Regions from separate parts of the Mus musculus genome. Here region 1 is linked to region 2. Evidence: chromatin contacts called from public Hi-C data. All regions are on one chromosome and are shown on one strand. The core of a region is the stretch at or near the end of the contact, and the rest is flanking DNA. Distances in the headings are between cores, read along the strand shown. Region 1 holds the start of Rpl21 (ribosomal protein L21). Region 2 overlaps Usp12 (ubiquitin specific peptidase 12).

Region 1 (4,403 bases), core at 778-3,277, 65 kb before region 2:
GGTCAGCTCAAGAACTCTCAGAGCCGGTGAAATGTGGTTTTCACATTGCATCAAGCAATCAAACAGACAATCATCATTAAGTTCCAGAGCGACAGAATCTGTTCAACGACCCATCAAAGGACACGGCCTTCACGGGGGGTTCCGTAACACTGCCATCTTTAATAACAAATATTATCTTCATATGGGGGTCTAACTGTACAGCCTCATCTGGCCTTGAACTAGAGAAATCTGCTTGCCTTTGCACTGAGTGCTAGCTAGGCTCAAAGGCATGAGGCAGCGCTCTCAATTCCTAATAAGGTTATTTTTAACTGTATCTTTTACTTTTCCCCCATCCTGGGCTATTAACTTCAAGTAATTAAATCACAATTCCTAACACGTGTGCCCTTCCCTCCACTCCATCAACTTACCTTGATGTCTACAATATCACCCTTCTTGTAGATTCGCATGTATGTGGCCAAAGGAACAACGCCTGCAAAAGGAAAAAAAAAAAAAATCAAGACTTCTAGAACCACAGGTACACTTTCATGAGTATACCAGTTTCCAACCCAAGTCCACATTCGGCAGTTACATACACTGTAAAGGACAATGTCTCTGACAAGCAAAGCCAGACTAAGACATGCCACTTCTCCTCAGGCACAGACATAACAAACTTACCATGTTTCCTAAAAGGCCTAGAGAACATGTACCGGGTGCCTCTCCTCTTTCCCTTTGTGTTCGTCATTTTGGCGAGTTACTGAAACCAGAAAAGTTATCAGTCAAATAACAATTCACAGTTTATGTTATTAACTGTCCCAATAACCACACCCCCAAAAGTCATCTTGTCGCACAGGGCAGGCCCTCTCAACCTCAGCACCTCCGTCAACCTTCCAAATCACAGGAATTGAAAATGGGTGCCCACAATTCCTCTTAGCAAAAGAGGCCAAATTCTATCATTAGCACCATCAGACTGGATGCTAGAACTTAAGCCAATACATTGCAACCTGCAACTCCAGGGTAACTTGAAGACCACCAAACTCAGCCTCTTTGATGCTGTTTAATTCCATTTTACTACAGTAGCTTTCTATCAACAATCTCTTAATCGCACACCTGCACTTTCGAATGCTATTAGGAAGCATGCATAGAAAACCACATTCCAACTAAATTTAAATGCTAATTTAACACCATCTACGAACTTACCTACTACACATATTTAGAACCAGATCGTGTATTCCCACAAACCAACAAGGTTTGGATTACTCCAGTCATCCAGGGCAGAAATACCCGCCATTCCTAACCACAAGGGAAGCTCCAAAGCATGGTGTACTAGACATAACCCCTTGCCCTTGTAGTCTTAAGCAGCCTTAATGTTACCTTCCTTCCCCACGCTCGTCTTCTAGGGCCAAAATTCCTAAGTGTTTCATGTATCCAGAGGAAGGGTCCCCATTACATCATTACCAGGCTGACCCGGCGGGCACCCTCCTCGCCCGAGCCAATTCCAGGCTTCGGCACCCCGGCATCGTTAAGACCCAAGCAGAATCCTAAGTCCCAGCCCGACAGCACATGCTCAAGTCTGGGGTTGGGCGGACGCCCGGCAACCAAGACTGCGCCAGGCCCGGCTCCCCCGGATAGAAGCTCCCTAGCATACACCGCCCAGGGCAGTGACCTCCAGACGGTCTCCCCACGCCCCTAACACGCAGTCTCTGCGGCGTGGGCGCCACACGCAGCGTGTGTGGAGAACAAGACGAGAGAGCCACGCGCGTACCAACCTGGAAGATGGCTGCGGCGGCCGAAAGGAGGAGGGCGGGGCTGCGCGCTCTTACAAGGCCCGAGGGCTGCCCGCGAAGCTGCCTGAAGAGAAACGCCGGGCCCGCGAGGCTGGTCGAGAGAACCTCATCGTCCCGATAACCTGGAGACGCCGTGAGGACACGCTCCCCGGCGCAGATTAAAGGCAGCAGGCCAACAGAAACTCACTCAGGCATCCTGCTAGACATCCCGGAATGGGGCCCTCGCGGGCGTGGAGCCGGACGCGACTTCCGTAGCGTGCTGACGTTACCTTGCGTCGTGTGACGTAGGAGGCACCGCCTCTCTGGGTTGCCCAGCGTTTTGCGGTGTGGTACTTGTTAGTGTTAGTGTCTCCTGAGTTTCCAGGCCATCCTGAGCCACATAGGCGAGACCCTGTCTCAAACAAAACAAAACGCCTCACTTTGGTTTTCTTTCCTCTCATACCTGTAGCTCGAGCCTATCTAGAGACTAGCCTATCTTGTCTATTAATTGTACAAAATAATAGGTTTCATTTTGACATCTTAAGACAGGCGTGTGTGTAAAGTACTCTCATCATAGGCACCCCATTAGCCTTTTCCTTCCCTTCCTGTCTCCCTGGCTGTAGATAAGGGTGTTTAGTCAGTCATACTGGAAGCAGTATTCCTAATAATCTATGGGGATAACCGAATTGGATATTACGAGCGCTCGAATAATAGATGAGGACTTTGAGAGATGAACATTGTTATTTTTATAATAGCTATTCGGATCGTCATTCCACATATGCAGTAGTGCCCCACTTAAAATTGGAGACATTAATTTCTGTCCTTAGTATGCGTTCTTGGGAAGGTAATTCCCACCTTCAGCAAAACAAGAAACTAGCGTGCTGGTTCAGCCAGGAGGCTGGAGTGAGTGCACGTCTTAAGCTGAGATCTCTGCCAAGCCATGCTCACGGACAGCCTGCTGACCGGAGTCTTCTGCCTGCTTCCAAGCTTCATCCTTGAATATTTATGAACTCTGAAAACCACTGTATCCGGCTAATAAACCCCAATAATAAATTCGCTAAAATCCAGCGAGTGACATATCCAGCCAGGGTTAGGTTCTGCTGTTTGAAATCCCTACATGATGACCATTTAATTGGAAGGTTCTGTAATAAGACTGAAGCCCTAGCCGGGCGTGGTGGCGCAGGCCTTTAATCCCAGCACTTGGGAGGGCAGAGGCAGGCGGATTTCTGAGTTCGAGGCCAAGGCTGGTCTACAGAGTGAGTTCCAGGACAGCCAGGGCTATACAGAGAAACTCTCTTGAAAAACCAAAAAAAAAAAAAAAAAGAAAAAAAAAGACTGAAGCCCTATCTCAGTGTGTGAAAAACATAACTGATTTAATTAACCAGGAGTTTAATCCGAGGCTTCAATTATTGAGCAAACTTTAATATCTATGACCAAATTATGTACGGTTACTTATAATTAATTTTTATCTTGGTCATAACAAAATTTTATCCCCAAGGCAATTTTTGTTTGATTTTGAGATAGAGTCTCATTGTGTGGCTATGACTTATTTGGAACTCAGAGGAATCTGTCTCCCTCTGCTTTTTGAGATCTGCCTGCCTCTGCATTCTGGGTGCTGCGATTAAAGGTGGACACCATCATATCTGGCCTGATTTTTCTGTTCTTTAGCATATTACTTACTTTAGTTGATTTGGGTTGAGTGTAATCAAAATGATACTAGTGCTTGCCTAAGAGTTGAGAACATAAAGGTACTATACAAAAATTAACGCCAGGATTAAACATGTTCTTGCTCTGGGCCATTGTTTTAGACTTTACCAATCTTTACCTATTGCCTGTGATGTGTGTGTGTGTGTGTGTGTGTGTTTCGTGCCTCGGTGTATATGCACATACATATTCAGGTATATAAGTTGAGAGTTAAAACACTTACACTAAACGTGCAGACCCTAACTGTACAATTGGATTTTTTTGTACTAACATTTTTAAGCTTCATAACCTATACCTGCAGTCAATATTCAGAATGTTACCTCCTCCAAGACTCCTGGAACTTCTTCCTAGTCAATCAACTGTCCCATCAGAATCATGAAATATTCTCATTTCTGATTTCTTTTCTCTATTATTCCTCTTGTCTCTTTCTTTCATTAAACAAACAAAGGGGCTAGGGAATTGAATCGAAGACACAATGTATACCAGACAAGCGCTCCAAGGCTAAGCTACACCCCCGCCCAGTATCCCGATTTCTATAAAAATATTGTTGTTTAATTGCAGGTAAGCAGCACCATACAATTTATATGTTCTTTTCTCTCTCTCTCTCTCTCTCTCTCCCTCTCTCTCTCTCTCTGTCTCTTTTATCCTGCATAGTGTTTTTGAGATTCAGTCATGTTGCACATGTCAGTAGTTCAATACTACTTAATGCTAACTAGTATTGCTAACTAGCATTTAATGCTAACTAGTATTGCACTATGTGGATATGCTGAAATGTGACTTCATGCTCTTTTAACTAATATCAGGTGGGATACAGGACAATTTACTTTTCTCTTGATAAAGATTAAATATTTGTTCTCTCTCTTGATAAAGCCATGCAAGTTTTCGTGAACTTGTTCTTCAGTCGGGATGACAGGTAGGTAGCAAGGACATTTCTGGTTGTACGTTAGGTCTGCACAT
Region 2 (4,228 bases), core at 1,503-4,002:
TTGCTAGAACTTTTTTTTTTGCACGGGGGTTGGGGGGGTGGGGGTGGGGGTGGGGATGACTCCGCCTTCCACAGTGTGCACAGTGTTGCCGTTCAGTCCTTAGGGCGCTGCTGAGCTGCTTTCCTGGGTGGGTCCCACGGGTTAATTGCACTGACATTTGGGTTTCTTTCGGTCTAGCTTGTGGCTCTGAGTTGTTGGAAGGGATTTGCTTCCGCTTCCTGCTCTCCCAGCAGCAATGACTCGTTTTCCTGTGGAACTGGGTTATTGCTTGGCTAAAAGTAGACGGAAAAGAGAGGTGAGGCAGTGGGACCAGGTGCTGGAGAGGTTGCTCAGCAGTTCAGGGCAAGTGCTGTTCTTGAAGAGGACCTGAGGCCACTTCACCCATGATGGACAGCTCACAGCACCTGAAACTCCAGCTCCAGGGAAACCCCATGTCTGGCTTCCAGGGACACCTGCACTCACATGCATATAATAACCACACTGAATACACACATACATATAACTAAAAATAGTAAAAAAAATATATTTTTAAAATTAGTAAACATGCTCAGATAAGTGCCATGGGGCCCAGCAGTCAGGCCAGCTGTGTGCTTTGGAAGGAGAGCATGAAAAAGAAAGTATAGGGATGACAGCAGCCGTGGGGAGGAGGCGTGGGGAGGACAGGCACAGAGCAGGAGCTGCCACGTAGATGATGTGAACGGGAGGAAGGAGGTGCTCTGTCTGTCTGTCTGTTTGTCTCTTGGCTTCCGGCTCTCTTCCTCCAGTGTTTCTGATCCCAGAAAGTCTGCTTCCTTGTTGGGACTTCCTGTGCTGTGCAGGGCCACTGATGCTGCTTACCCTGTGGGCATCTGGCTGCTACTTCTGGGTCTTCCTCCAGGACAGCAGGTTATAGATACTAGTCCAGTTGGGTCTCCCATCCTTAAGGAGTCCTGTTGCACATGCTGGCTGGGCCCTGAACTGTGTGAACCAACCTACCTACCTTCCTTTCTTCCTTTCTTCCTTCCTTCCTTCCTTCCTTCCTTCCTTTTGGCTCCAAGGTGGTTGCCAGCAAAGTCTTGTTCTATTACAGTATAAAAGTCAGTTTTCCTTGATTGCTTAGAGGGTGGGAAGTATGCTAGGAACATGAATCCTGACTAACTTGTGTAAACTAGTATTTAGTCATGTGATTACAAGCTATTAATTTTGGGGGCTGGAGAGATGGCTCAGTGGTCAAGAACACTGACTGTTCTTCAGAAGGTCCTGAGTTCAAATCCCAGCAACTACATGGTAGGTCAAAACCATCTGTAATGAGATCTGATGCCCTCTTCTGGTGTGTCTGAAGATAGCTACAGTGTACTTACATATAATAAATAAATAAATAAATCTTTTTTTTTAAAGCTATTAATTTTTCAATATCATTCTTTGTGAATAATGTTGGTTTGCTGTAACTTGAGTGTGGCCTTAGAAGGCTGTCTCAGCCTGTATGACTGTACATTATAGAAATACTGTAGATCCTGATCATTGCGGTTTTCTTTTTACAGGGCGCCAATGCCTCGGCATTAGAGAAAGAGATTGGTCCAGAACAGTTTCCGGTCAACGAGCACTATTTTGGATTAGTCAATGTAAGTACATTCCAGCCTTGAAGCTGTGCAGCACTGAGGCAGTACGCTTCCTCCTTCAGTAAAGGAAACCCATTTGTGGCATTAGGATTGAAAATGACCTGTAGTTGAAAGGAGGTAAACTTGTCTGAGGTCTTAAGACTTTCAGCCTAATTTCACAGTTATGGCAACAGAATTCTCACAGCAAAAGTTTGATCTGTAACTAGACAAGTAATTGCTTGATATTTAAGAGTTCTTTAACTAGTGTATCGCACATATACAGCCATGTAAAAGCTTCCTACAAGAGAGGCCGCTGGCCCCAATCCGTAAAGCCTGGCAAGAACTTGGGAATTTAACTGAACGTGTTTTTTACAGAACTGAAACTCAACAAAGAAAAAACATATTATTTTCCTAGTTCCAAGTCTGTCCTGGATATTTCAGTCTTGGTGGCAGATACGACATAAAAATACATTTGATAGTGAAACTCCGCAGCCCTGTCCAGAATGGCTGCTCTCACTAGATGATCATAAAGTTGTATCATATTCAGGTCTGGTTAATTTTGAATTATTTTTTTAGAGATATCATGAGTCAGTGTAAATATAAACAGCATTTATGCTTCTCTTGAGGCCACAAAGCAGTCAGCTCAGGATAGACCGGAGGGATAAACTGTGGCGAGACCATTGAATTTGTTTGATAGATAGAAATACAGCTTCTGGTTGTCATGCCTCATTATTATATAAATCTTGCCACTTGTGGGGTTTTCAGGACCCAAGGGTTCAGGTGCCTGAGAGCCTTGGCCTCTACTCAGATAGCAGTCTGGTTGCAGGGCTGGGCTTCGCTGTGGCTGATGCTTTCAGGCGGCTTCTGTTGCTTCCGCCCTTTGTGCCCAGCCCTTACTCTCTCTGCAGCTTTTCTCTTGTTTGCTTGGCTGCTGCTTTAGTTTTAGAACTGTAACACTACTTACTCAGAGGTGTCCCTTAAATATCAAGATTGGCTCAACTCCCTTGAGATGCCTGCTCTCACACGTGGGGTGTACAACTGTCCTTTCATAAGCACCAATTTCTGTATTATTTTGTGTGATTAAGTCTGTATCAAAACTCCAGTGTTGCGTAAAAACAACAATGGTGTTGGACCTGGGAGTGGTGGTGTGGGGAATGGGTTGGGTAACTCAGAGGTCAGTTTCGAGTCCTGTTCCCGTCTGTGTCTTCTGTGCATGGTGAGCAGCGCTCATCTGTGGAGCTGTTCTAGGAACTCTGAAGTGGGGTCGGACAGCCTGGGTGGTGGAGCACTGTGCAGTGTGCTCAGGGCCCTGGAGTCCATGCTCCCCAACTGCAGGGGGGTTGCAGGAGGGGAAGACACTTTGGGGTGTAAGGGAGAGCTCCTCCCATCAGCCCGTAAGTAGCTGCATTCCCAGGCTGCTTTGCTTTTCCGGGAAGTACATAAGGAAGAATTGCTGCTAGACCTGCCTTACGGGGGTCCCTTTTGGACTATGTGGGTAGGGTCATCAACAAGCACTCACCTGTGGGAGCCAGGGCCTTTGTGTTTGCACAGCAGTTAAGACAGACAGCTGACTAGCCTACAGGAGACAAATGGGATGATTCTCAGCATTGTTAATCATCGCCTGCTTAATCTAGCTTTAGTTATAGGTTGGTTTGGTTTTGTTTAATCTGTTTTAAAACTTTTATTAGCTAAATTCTTTGAAAACATTGTTTTGAACTTTGATCCTATAGTTGTGTGAGTAGGTCCGTGGTTTTTGCTGGTGAGGAGCTTGCAGGATGAACAAGCTTTTGAATGTCTGTGGTATGGGACACACACTGAGTAGAGCTACTGGACTGTGGAGTGCTGTCTCCTCACTGCTGTGTTGGCGCCTCCTGGGCTATGCAGTTCTCAGGCCACTCTGGCACACACCCTGCAGCTCCATTATGAGCCTCCTCACCAGATTCCTGTTAGCAAAGTTAGGATCGCTGGGGCTGGAGAGAAGGCTCAGGGGTTAGAGCACTGGCTGTTGTTGTGGAGGACCTGGGTTCGGTTCCCAGCTCTTACGTGGTAGCTCCCGACCACCTGTGACTCCAGTGTCAGGAGACTATATACCTTCCTTTGGCCTCCCCGGGCATTGCATGGAAGTAGTTGATAGACACATGTACTGGCAAAGTTATCTGTACACATAAAATAAAAATAAAGTTCCAAAACATTTAAACAAATTATGTTGCCTTCCTAGACTTTTCTGATGGATTGTTTAAGCTGAGTTGTTTGGAACAAGACCTGGGGTGGAGAAGAGAGAATAATGTCTTTTTCTTTGCCTCTGGGTTCTGGGTGTGATTAGGTGGAAGGTGTCCTGGATCTGTTTTCTTGCAAATTGATTTCATTCTTGTCTTGTGTCTGTCCATCTGGTAGACACAGCCTGTTTGGTGGTTGTGTTCCAGAGATGCCAGAGAGTTCCTAGTCAAAGAAAGCCGGTCCAGGGATTCTATCTAGATTGTTGAGGTGCCCCGTCTCCCCACAGATGTGATGACATGGGTGTGGTCAGCTACTGGACAGGATAAAGGTGGAGTTGGCATGGAGGCATGGGCAGTAGGATAGAGTGGGAGTGAGCAGCACAGTACACGGTGGTGGGGGCAGGGGTGGGGATGGAAAAAGCTTCTAGATTAATT

The links. Hi-C and Micro-C count contacts between places; a contact is called where the count stands out from the background.
Region 1: a contact with region 2 is called in a Hi-C map of uterus, with 3 times the contacts expected there. The contact joins the promoter of Rpl21 here to the enhancer-like site in region 2. A contact is called at or near these places in 7 of 39 promoter capture datasets (the C10 cell line, the HPC-7 cell line, embryonic stem cells and 4 more), 30 of 484 Hi-C or Micro-C datasets (B cells, CD4 T cells, CD8 T cells and 17 more), 14 of 115 datasets of contacts at active chromatin or transcription factors (the HPC-7 cell line, the SCID.adh cell line, bone marrow-derived macrophages and 7 more) and 4 of 9 other capture datasets (adipose tissue, liver, macrophages and 1 more).

What each region holds. Positions count from the first base shown.
Region 1 is chr5:146,830,514-146,834,916 of GRCm38.p6, reverse strand. It overlaps Rpl21 (ribosomal protein L21), which reads right to left and starts at 2,027. Exons shown (of 6, transcript NM_019647.6): 1 at 1,746-2,027; 2 at 655-733; 3 at 408-469. The coding sequence starts at 721. LOC115490268 (a small nucleolar RNA gene) reads right to left here and starts at 83; the gene lies at 13-83.
Region 2 is chr5:146,766,310-146,770,537 of GRCm38.p6, reverse strand. Usp12 (ubiquitin specific peptidase 12) reads left to right here. Exons shown (of 9, transcript NM_011669.3): 2 at 1,521-1,601. Among named protein-coding and RNA genes, the nearest start is that of Usp12, 27 kb to the left of the region's middle. Within about 2 kb of position 2,752, at least 22 of the 459 cell types and tissues checked have an H3K27ac peak or open chromatin away from gene starts, as enhancers often do. A contact at or near this core is called in pancreatic cancer cells and uterus, where this site is marked.